Regions from separate parts of the Mus musculus genome. Here region 2 is linked to region 1. The links are chromatin contacts, called in public Hi-C maps. All regions are on one chromosome and are shown on one strand. The core of a region is the stretch at or near the end of the contact, and the rest is flanking DNA. Distances in the headings are between cores, read along the strand shown.

What was found. Hi-C and Micro-C count contacts between places; a contact is called where the count stands out from the background.
Region 2: a Hi-C map of cortical neurons shows a contact between it and region 1, with 1.8 times the contacts expected there. The contact joins two enhancer-like sites. A contact is called at or near these places in 2 of 484 Hi-C or Micro-C datasets (cortical neurons and forebrain), 2 of 115 datasets of contacts at active chromatin or transcription factors (embryonic basal ganglia and embryonic stem cells) and 1 of 9 other capture datasets (embryonic stem cells).

The regions. Positions count from the first base shown.
Region 1 is chr15:24,990,501-24,996,415 of GRCm38.p6, reverse strand. The region is part of intron 3 of Gm2824 (a long non-coding RNA gene); the gene reads left to right. Among named protein-coding and RNA genes, the nearest start is that of Gm2824, 29 kb to the left of the region's middle. Within about 2 kb of position 3,510, at least 31 of the 459 cell types and tissues checked have an H3K27ac peak or open chromatin away from gene starts, as enhancers often do. A contact at or near this core is called in cortical neurons and forebrain, where this site is marked.
Region 2 is chr15:25,355,805-25,361,841 of GRCm38.p6, reverse strand. No RefSeq gene overlaps it. Among named protein-coding and RNA genes, the nearest start is that of Gm36555, 26 kb to the right of the region's middle. Within about 2 kb of position 3,056, at least 53 of the 459 cell types and tissues checked have an H3K27ac peak or open chromatin away from gene starts, as enhancers often do. A contact at or near this core is called in cortical neurons and forebrain, where this site is marked.

The DNA of each region.
Region 1 (5,915 bases), core at 2,261-4,760:
GTCCTGTTCTATCAATACCATAGTGGTCTCTGTGTACTGCAGTTGCTGAATTTGAAGAAATATTCTCTAGGGGGAAAACCCACTTTCTTAGTTATTTTCAAGCATGGAAACTCTTAAGAGACATTTTCAAGGCAGAGCCTCTCCTTTAAGTGTACTTATTTGGAGCCCTTGTTAGGTGAAGCCTTCATCAAGACAGCTTTCCTATAATCCCAGAACTGAAGATGGTCATCTTCAGAGATGGTAAGTTCTTTATCAATTACACCATTTTCTTTCCCCCAGCCTTTTGTGCAATTTTAAGTCAATCACATTCTTTTATTTATCAAGCCGTAATTTTTATATTTTTCCTTCCATCTCTGACCTGTGGGTGGGTGGGGTTCTCTCTGAGGCAAGGGCATAGTGAAGAACCCTGGGAGGGTGGACTGGGAAGGGGGAGCAACATTGGAATATAAATAAATAAAACAATTCAAATTTTTATTTACCAAACAGTTTTTATTTTTATGCTCAACTTGATGGGTTTCTCTCACTGTAGACCAGAGTATGAACAGTGAAGAGTAACCATTCTACAGCCTGAATGCTATCCTGTCTTGAAATTTCTTCCAACAAATTAGTTCATAGTTTTTAAATTCATCACAGAATAGGATGAAACCAGACACAGTCCTAGAATATGACAGGACTAGTGTTTTGCCCAGGTCCATATGGTTCTTCTCCCTCTGAAACCTCATGATCTCTACTGCTAACATCTATTTGTGCACAAGTATTCTCCAAATCTCTTACCAGAATGGCCAACTACTCTCTGCCTCCAGCATTGTAGGGCTTCTTCTTTTTTATTTTTCTATTATTTATTTATTTATTTATTTATTTATTTATTTATTTATTGGCCTTCTGTATTTTCCCTGCAAACAGTTCCAAAGGCCTAAGAAGCATACTGTCAGAATTATTGAAAACGCATCGGTACTGACTTCCTCACTGTTGTCTTGCTCTGTGGCAAAATACCCGACAAGAGCAACTTGAGGAAGAGTTCGTTTTTCCTGAAATTTTGAGGGTACCGGAATGGGCGACAGCTGGTCTCAGTGTTCCTACTGATGGGGAGTAGAAAGAGTAATGCTTGTAATCAGCCTATTTATATTTTTACTCAGTTCAGGACCTCAGCTTCACGGGATGTTGAGCCCTACATTTAGGGTAGGTCTTTCCTCTCCAATTGAACACTTCTGGAATAACCCCCACTCAGAGGTGCATTTCTGTGGTAATTCTAAAGTAATCAATTAAACAATGAAAAACAACTGCCACAATATTCAACTCCTAGTTTTGTATTTATGAATAAATGAGAGTATAGTAAAAGTATTAAAAGCTAGCCTCCGGTGCATGCATTCCATATTGTTTAAAACGATATATTGAGAGAGGAAATGAGTTTATATTACTAAATAGAATGACAAGTTTTGAAATCATTTGTAGTTTGTTATATTAAGAATTCTTAAAATATAAAAGAAAACATTTTAAATCCCTTGAGAAAACTTTGAATGTTTTTCTACTTCTATTGTTACAATTAATTTTTCCTCTGCTGTCAAATGGCTAAAGTTTGAATTATTTAAACATTACTAGGTATCTTGCTTATCTAATGACTGAGAGATATGTAGAAATCCCTTATGACATTGATCAAAATTGTAAATATCTCCCTTTATAGAAATATTCGCTTGTACTGCTTTCTTTGTTTCTGCTGAAATTGGAATATGAAGCTTTGATATGAAAAAATATGTAGCATTGCTTAATCTGAACAAAAAAGATTCTTTTCAAATTTTAGTAAAATTATTTAATCGTGTAAAACCTTAAGACTTCTTTCATTTTTCTTCTCAACAACAAATTCTAACACTTTACTTTCTGTTTGCTCCTATTTTAAAGAGCCAATCCATATTTCTTTCTGTGTGCTATTAAACTTGATGTGGAATTTTTGTATTCTCATTCAAAGATTATAACAAAACTCATTGAAAAGTTTCAGGGTTAAATTCATAAGAGTCTTTTTACCTACTGCACACAAAGGACCTTGAATTATGTGACTGGTGGTATTTAATATGTGGAGAAACATCAGGAGTGCCCAGGCTCAAAGACTTCTAAGCACTGAGACAGAAGAGCTCTCAGAACAGGATGAATAAATGCCATCGGGATCTGTACTTTATGCTGTGGGCACAGGTGTTTAGTGGTCCATTTTGATAAAAAGCATGGTCAAAAAAACTCAAAGAGGACACTTGGCATTGCATCCCATTTTTTTTCTAACAAAGAGTCTTTGGGTTAAGAAGCATTCTGTGAAATTCTATGAGCTATTAGATAAGTACACTGGAGAATGATTGTTTGTGCAGAGTGTGGGGTCCTTTCCCTTGCGTCATGAATGTTTTGCTTTTTAGATGGAGTTGACTATTTAAAAGAGGAATAAGAGGAAGCGCAGTGTGAAAGCATATATATTAAAACACAGCTTCATCAACTATTGTCTTGTAGCTCTTGCTGATCATGCTCTAACTCAAAACAATCCTTCCCATTATGATAAAAGCTACACAAACGCACACTGACACTCCAGTGAACTCTCACCCTTTGTCGTCAAGGATCCATTATTAACATATGCCGTTATGTGTTAGATTGTTGAAGTAGGGTTCAGGATTAGAACAAGGTTCTGAGTACACATAGACGGTTGAGATGTAGGAGGAACAGAAGGCACTGCTGCCAAGGTGGTGCTCACTTCCCCGTGAATGTAGGTAAACAGCAAGTGGGGCAGCATAGCCACAGAGGAAAGAAACTTCCCCATGAGGACCAAAATGAAGCCTACCTGAGATTGGTGATGTAGACAGTGACAGCCAATCAGGACCTGCTACCTGGAGGACACCCTTGCTTGGAACCAATGGGAAGAGGGTAGAGGGTATAAAGGGCACGCCCTGAGACTTAGTGAACGAGCCTCCTGCTGTTTTCTCATCTGAGACATAGATTCTGCACCTTCTTACCCACTGGCCCCCAAGGGGGATGCTGGGCAGGACTGAGGGCTCAGGCAACATTGAGCAACACTTACTCTTTAAAAAGTAGATATGAACATAAATGACAAATCCTTTTATAAATCAAAGTAATGAATCCTCTGCCCAGTTTGATAACTTGCCTTAAAAGTTGCATCCCTGTAAAAGAACAGAGAATGGAGTGTGACTGGGGAATCTGAGTAAGCATACACGTGGGTGGGAATCAATGAACGTGCGAATCGATCTTGCCTCAAAGCTACCTTTCTATGTTTCGGGTCTACCTTGACAGTCATTTGTGGTGGTTGCTTGTTTATGCTGGAAGTCAGATTTCATGCTCAGCGATTGCCTCACGGTACCAAATTATAAACTGCATTGATTGGAACTAGATAAATGCTACTCAGAAATTTTCCCCGGTCATAAATTAGGTGTCAGTGTAAACCTTGGCGTTTGTTAATGCGTCCTGAGTGCATAACACTGACAGCAGCAGCAGCCTGGAGGCTTTGCTCCCTGGATCTTTCTGTGTACCTGTCGGCCATATTTTCTGCTATCAGATACGGTTGCCAAGGCAACCGCCTCCTCTGTACAGGCTCAGGGAAGCTGCTTCTTTTTGGAAATGGACTCTGGACTGGTTGCCAGATTTTTTGCTTCTTAAATTCAGGACTCTGGTGTCACGTACTTAACCATTTCATTGGTCTGAGGAAAAGAGAAACTGCAAAAATTTCATGATTTTTTTTTTTTTTTAAATTCTCAAGGGAAGCAGGGGCAATTATGGTAAAAATAACACACAGTCTTTTGTCATGACATACACCGGGCTGGTAATGAAGGAAATGAAAGAAGATTATTTTATTTCTTTAGTAATTAAAGGGGAGGGAGGCATTACTGATGTTTCCAAAAACAATTCAGAAGGGTCATGGTTTAAGTCTAATTCCCTTATTCTAACCGTCCACACAGGGAAAATCAATTTCCATGAATTAAAAAAACAAAACAAAACAAAACAAAACAATGGAATTGTAATAATTCTAATTTCTCTTAAAAAACAAAATTTTCCATTACAAAAGGAAAGAAGTCCCTTAGCTCGGTCTCATTAAAACCATCCATACAATCTGTATTCCTTAGTTGTTTGTTTTCCTGTCTTTATTTTTCTTAACTTCTACTCATATTAGACTTTAAAAATGAGAAGAAATTGTTCACCTTCTAGTCCATATTTTGGTGTTTGCTGCATATTCATTCATGAAACCATGCTTTCCAAGTTTGAGTTTTAGTGATTATAAATTCTTCGTATTTAAAAGAGGTCAGGTTATGAAATCAGCTTCTTGTTTCAACTTTTGTCCTTTAAGCCACTTAGAAGAAATATGGACATGTGGTACAGTGGACCATACCAGGAAACTTGGTAAGGTTGAGTCGGCCCGAGACCCTAGCACCCAGGCACCCACTTGAGACAGTAGATGTCTCTCTGCTCCCTACTCGATTTCTGTCCCAGAACTTGTGACCATGGTTCCCATGTAGGTCTCCATGCTAATGAGGTACCTAGAGGCCCTGAAGGATTAGCCAATAGACTTCCCTTCCCAGGCATTCCTTCTTGTAAAAGGTATTTAGTCTCTGCTGCACATTGAAGGGTTGGTATGTACCGATTTTTAACAATGAACAATCAATAAACAGTTTGAAACCAAGAACGGTCAGTTCCATTAAGAACCACCATGGGGAGCGTGGAGAAGACCTGTGCCTACAGAGCTGCAGCTTAAGTCTCTTGCAGAAGGCCCTCCTATGTTTCCAGACAAGGGCTGCTAAGCTAAGGACTTTCGAAAATGAGCTAAGTTGGAGTTCCCCCATTTCCCTGGCCCTGGGTTAATAATCATTACACGGTGACTCTGCGGGGGGCCCCCAACTCTGTTCTCAACTCCCCACGACTCAGTGGCTCCTGGATGTGTAGGTTTGGGAGCTCCTTTCCCCCAGGGTCCTCATCACAAGCCCAGGGACCCCTGAACCTCCGTTCCCAACTCCTCTCTGTTTTCCAGCAGCAACTGGATGCCTGGGAATCAGGGAACCCCATTTTTGGCCTCCCGAATCTTAGGCTGTGTTTTCCCACCCCATGAGCTGCACACTTAACAATAGCAGCACAGGCTAGGCAGAATGTGAGCCCACATGTAGCTTTAACTATGTTAGAATTCTTTAACGATGCTGAAGACATCAGTCGTGTTTTGTTGGGGATGCTGGCTATGGGAACTTGTACCTTCAAGAGACTTACTAGGAGAGATATTCTCAGAACCCCTACTGATTTGTTCTTTAGCATCAGAGGGATACAGATGCGAGGATATTGTTTTTCTATAGCTTTATATTCAATGAGTAAACACAGGGGTAATAATAGAAGCCACATCTTCCTACACGTTTATCAAACCATCTGCACATGTTTGAGACCTTTAAATTTGTTACCTTTCCTGTTATTAGGACAACATATATATTTTCCACATATTGGGACAAATTAAGCTAGAAACAAGTTATTTATATCACTATCTAAGGGGATATTTCCTAATTATAGGATATGTATGGTGGTTAGGGTCAAACTCATGGTAGCTGGAGCTTGTAGGACTGAATGTTATATGTTGGTTTGTTGTGAAGCAGAGAGCTTGTGGCTATACCCTCTATACCCCACCTCTTTGGTCTTAGGTCTGCTAGCTAGAATATACAAAAACATATCAACTTTCATAGACAGTGTTGCCAGAGGGGGGGGGGTCAATGTTCATACACTCCTAAGCCTGTAGGAGTATATTTCGTATTTAAACTACAGCAGCAGGTCCAGGTCTGTCCAAGATGTTTTAAAGACTTACAGCTGATCCTGTCTTCTCCCCACAGATGTTGGAGTTGCATACGGTTTTCCTACCTACTTCTTAGGTCTCCCCATCACTCTTCTAAATATCACAGGTGTCC
Region 2 (6,037 bases), core at 1,807-4,306, 370 kb before region 1:
AGATGTGTATAAGATTACAAATTATCTTTAAAATGAAAAATACTTATTTTTGCAAAATGAATTAAATTTATCAACTACTGTGGAGTAGTTACGAATATTAAATGTCATTCATTTATTGCTGTGAAACATGCTTTGGTGGAAGTAATATTTAACAGACTGACTTTCTCCACCTACCATCTTAATTAAAGTGTTCACAGAATTTGGGGTGAGAAGAGCCAACAGGGGTTCCTCAGGATAACATTTACCATCCAGAGTCACTGCATGGGATACGTGAAGTAAGGTGACACACTTCAGCTTATGCGCTGAAGGGTGTGGCATCATTAAAATCTGAGCTGCATCTAGTCATTTATTTCCTAACGGTTATACATTAGAGCACTGGACCTCGAGTTCCTTACCAAGGCAGGCAATGGAACAACTAAACATCCACAATGTAACAACTAAAATCCACCACCCGATTGGCTTGAATGGAGCATCAGTTTCATAGTGTTCCTTCTAGATGTTAGTTTGACATACAACAAACTCCAATTATTTCATTTAGTGGAGAAAATATCTATTTAGAAACTTACCAATTTATTTTTTATTTTTATCTACATCCCAATTACTGTCCCCACTCCCAGCGGTCCTTCCCCATCCCCCCTCCTTTCTCCTCTGAGAGGGCGGGAGCCCCTTAAATACCCCCCCCCGCCCCCCAGTGCATCAAGTCTCTGCCAAAGCAAGCACATTCGCTCCCACTGAGGCCAGATGAGGCAACCCTGTTGGGGAACAGATACCACAGTCAGGTTACAGCTTTAGGGACAGCCTCGCCTCCAGTTGTTGGGGGAGGGGCTACATGGAGACTGAGCTGCACAAATGTTACATATACCCCAGGGGCCTTTGGCATTGTTTCAGGATTGGTGAGATCTATCACCATCATTTAGATTCAGTCCAGCCTTTGGACAGTAACATTGCAGGTGTATTTGATCTGATATCTATTTTAACTAATTTGCACAATATTGAAAACTGGATTCTTAGGGGACAATCTTAAATATGTATCATGGTGGCGTGGCGTCATCAGTAGTTTTGGGATTCACACTAGGAGTGTTTTGTTTGTTTGTTTGTTTGCTTGACACAGTCCTATATATAGTCCTGGCTGATCTGGAACTCAGCATACAGAGCAGGCTGGTTTCAAACTCACAGAGATCTGCCTGTTTTTGTCACCCAAATGCTGGGACTAAAGGCACGTACCACCATTCCCAGTCAACAGGAGCTTTTCAAGAAGAGCTATGGTTAGTATCATTTGAACTGGCAGGTCCCCCCCGCCCCCTTTTCTGCCAAGCAGTTGATATTTAAAGTATTTAGCTTGGGGATGGCTCTTTTACAATGGTGGGCGTCGTTCTTTCAACCCCTCCACCGCAGCTGACGGAGAAGCAGAAAGGGAAATGCAGCAGGTTTCCGTGAAGGTTTGGGATGGCATTAGTTTTGAAATAAGCCATTCTTCATCATGAGATTATATGCTTTCTGACTTCTTAATGACAACATTTTCAGTGGGATATGAAACCTCAGAGGCCGGGGACTGGCCGGGTTAGTACATTCCTTCTCATTCCCAGTGCCATGCTATTAAGAGCAGTTAGCTGCATGCGTCCAAGCACATCTGACTCAAGGAGATTCCTAGAGGGAATAACACTGAGAAACAACACGGCTTGGAAACAATCCGAGTGCCATTGTATCCGTGAACACACAGCACAACAGAACACACATTTGTGTCCCACCCCCCAGCCCCTTCCCCACTTCCATATTGTTTTTGACATTGCAAACATCACATTTGCTTCTTGTTATTTTTTGTTGTTGCACCAAAGTAATTTTATACTCTCCCTGAGTTTTCTCCTCTGAACTCAGGAGATTCACTTTTAGTGCAACGTATTAATCAACTGGCATTATCTAACTTCCTCCTCCTCCTCCTCCTCCTCCTCCTCCTCCTCCTCCTCCTCCTCCTCCTCCTCCTCCTCCTCCTCCTCCTCCTCCTCCTCCTCCTCTTCTTCTTCTTCTTCTTCTTCTTCTTCTTCTTCTTCTTCTTCTTCTTCTTCTTCTTCTTCTTCTTCTTCTTCTTCTTCTTCTTCCTTTTCCTTCTCTCAGGTCAGTGTGTTAAAATTCCAGGAGGCGAGGGACAGATTACCCCACTCAGATTTGGGATCATTTAGCAGAACACTCACTTGTTTTCTCTCATTAAGCTTTCCGGTCATTGTCCAAGATTTAAAGGACTAAAGCTTTCTCAAGAAAAAGGGGCGGGTAGTTCACATAAAAAATGTATACTCTATTAATCACTAACCAATTTCAGATACTAATTAAGATGAGGAATATTTAGCTTACAAGATCCCCTGTATATAGAAACAACTAAGACCTTAAACCAATTTAATTTATTTGTATTTTTGTTTGACTTCTAAAATGATGTAGATATTTTGATAAAAAGTCTAAAATCCTGAAGCCCAAACACTAGAAAGAAAGGCTCTGCATTAGCAACCTCACCATCTTTTTGCCTTCTAAGCTGTGAGTTTATTCAGATAGAAAATGTTTGAATAGGCACCAAAGACTCCTGGCTGGTAATGGAATGGTGAAGCCTTGAGTAAGAGTAGCTAAGAGTCACATAACCTGAAACTCAGCCACATAATGACAGTGCTACTCAAAGAAGAGAAAGAAAGGAAGGCACCTGTTTTGCCTTGAGGAAAGTGTGTTGACTTGTGACACACTTTTGCTAACAAAAGAAGTGGGGGTGGGAGTGGGGGGGGTGGCGAAAAAGAGATGAGAGAAATTCCTGAGCCTTCCATCTGAAGAGAACGCAATCTCGTTAATGGAAGCGCAAGACTATGCTTCAGGATTTGGCCGACAGACAGAAACAGCCCGGTTTTGAGTTTTGCCAAGAAAAGGATAGCGTGCCTCATTACAAGGGCTTTTTGCTCAGGTTTGGGAAATTGGACTTGACAGGTGAACCCCATTAAAAGAAACGACTCTAAGGCTCCGTCCGTAGCGGCACTGAGCAATCCCTGTCCTGCTCAGCCGCAGCGCAGACATCCAAGAATAGAGCTTGCTCTCAGCCGGAACCACCCACTTCAGCACTGAAGTCTGACTAGTATGCAAATTCCCCAGAGGGTATTTAAAAAAAAAATTTTTTTTTTAAAGCTAAGAATAATAGAGACTGTATTTTGCTTGCTATCTATTCAGCCGCCTTTGCTTCCAGGAGCTGAAGTTGCCTTGGTATTCAGAGCAAATTCTAGCTTTTCAAAATAAATACACACACACACACACACACACACACACACACACACACACACACACACAATATACCAGCAAGAAGATGAACTACTAGAATACATATAAGGAGAGTCGCTTACATTTCTGAGGCTAGTTGGAATTTTGGTATAACAAATTTACCTTTTATTTGTTGCTTACTGTTCTCTCTACATTGTCTTGAAGGTTTTACTTTCTGTTGATTAATCATGTTCCATTTACTCCCTGGTTGTCTGCTCCAGGGCTCCATGCTTACATTGGACTAGGACGATAAACAATTACAAACCCCTTGAATGTACCATTCTTTATACATTCCTTTATTTTTATTTCATGTACATGGTTGTCACGCCTGCACTTACACTTGTACCCATGGTATCCAAAAGAGGAGTCGAATCTCTTGGAACTGGAGTTGTGAGCGGTCACATGGGTGCGGGGAATTGACCCTAGGTTATCTGCAAAAGCAGGAAGTGTTTTTCACCATACAGCCATTTCTCCAACCCCAGATGTGTCATCTGAAATACAATTCAAGTGTGCCATTCCTCTGGCTTGGTGGAGCTTTGTACTTTGTTTGTTCTGGACGTTCCTAGGCACTAAACTGTTTTGTCCACTTTCCTTCTCCTAGCTGAATCCATCTGTAAGGATAATGGGCAGATTAATAGAGGATTATTCAGAATGTAAGGCAATTCAAAATGGTTCCCACACAGGAATGCTTTTCAAAAAAGATTCTAGAAGGTTCTACCACAAGCTGTTTCCAGAAGGAGGAGAAGTGGTTCTTAAATGGCATTCCATTCGGTTACAAATGGAATCTTTGTCTGGCTGGGCTTAGAGGCTTACATTTCTTATCCCAAAATTTAGGAGGCAGGATCTCTAAGTGCCAGGCAAGAGGGACTACAGCGTGAATTCCAGGCTAGGACGACAGTGTGAGACCCTTGGGGGGGTGGGGAGGGCGGGGATCTCTGACATATTAAAATGAAGAAATCCATCTCGTTCCCGAGCGGTAGTCCTGATTCTTCAGTTCTTATGGAAGGCAAGAAGTGGGGTCAAAGCTGGATGAAAAACCCTTATCTGGAGTTCAGAGATGTACAGCATGATATTCACAAGATTCATAATCGACCTGAGCTTAGTGTTACTGGTCTAAGGCTTAAAAAAAAAAAAAAAAACTCATTTCATATCTCTGAGGTTCACATCATCAGGAAAAATGAAAAAAAAAAGTAACATAGTTGCTAGGGATATATTTCATAAGGCCTGGTTCATGGCACACAGTCAGCCCTTCATATTTATGGGCACATTCAACCATCCAGGGACTGAAAATAGGTTTTAAAACAATTCTATCTAAACATGCACAGACTTTTTTCTTGTCTCTAGTACCTATATCTTGCATGGTGACAATTATTTAAATGCCTTAGCTTTGACAAGTAGTCTAGAAGAGATGGGGCACATGCAGGCAGATGCACATTGGTTGTGTGTAAACATTAGGCACGTTATACAAGGGACTCGAGTATCCTCGTATTTTGGCATCCACGGCGATCCTGGAACAAACCGCCTAAGAGTTTGGAAGCTATTCTACGGAAAGCTTTGGTTCCTTTCAAGAGTTGAGACCAGGGCTAGAAGATGGCTTAGTGAGCAAAGGAACTTGCTAGTGAGAATGATGGCCTCAGTTTGAAACCTGGTACTCACATGGTGGACGCAGAGTACCATCTCCTGTAAGTTGTCCTCCATCTTGCTGTGTGAGAGTCCTGGCATGTGCTTTTACACACAAGCACGATAATAAGTGAACACATAAGTAGACAGAATAAAGCATTTAGAAGTGAACCGGGAGCTTCGTCCTGGCCATTTATGTTATGGAGGAATATTTAACGGAAAGATGGTACTTAATGTTTTCTTGAAAATATAGTGAAAAGGACCATGGAATTGAGACTTATGCTACCTAAGAGGACAGGCAACTTTGTGAGAAATTTTTAAAATAGCACAATATAGAGAAAGTATTATTTCAGGGGACATGAAAAGCCAAGATGTTTTTTTCTGAGTATGTTCTAATCACATTACTGAGATATCTGAGATATATAGAGAATAATAAGTTACCTTTGCGTGAAGCGGGTGAGGGAGTGGGTGTTGCAGGAACTCTTTGCTTACTACTTACCTCTGTGGCCAGGAAACAGGTTTGACTTCTCTGAGCCTCGTGCTTGCCTAAGAACTGGAGGTTGAGCCTGCCTGGAGGCCTTGTGGCGAGGGTAGAAGATTGGGCTTCTTACTACAGTGTCTAAACGCCCCTAAAGGCAGGCGTCACCATCACCCACACTTGCTTCCAGAACACGGGGACAATGGAGGCTGGGATAGTTCTCTTCATTTTCTTTAAGCTGATTTTGAGACAGATTATCTTCAAAGGCAAATCTCATTTTTTGCTGCTTACCTGTTTTCTCTATGTGACATTTTCATGTGCTATCTCTCCTCCATTGCTTCCCTCCTTCGCCGCTTCTTCCCCACTAAAAACAAACCAAACCAAACCAAACCAACCAACCAACCAAACAAACAAACAAAATCAAAGCCTGTCTGCTGTCTGCCAGTAACTGGCAGCCATTCTACCACTTCAGTTCCTAAGATCCAATGAGCATGACTTTAGAGTGCAGACCCCTCTCTGCTGGAGTTCAAGATGGAACTCACTTCAAGTCCCCCACATGGATATCTTACCTGGATCTTAAAGTTTAAGATCCTTAAAGGTTAAAGGTCTAAAGGCTGGGCTGGGGAGATGGCCCACAGGCTGAGAGCTCTTCAGAGA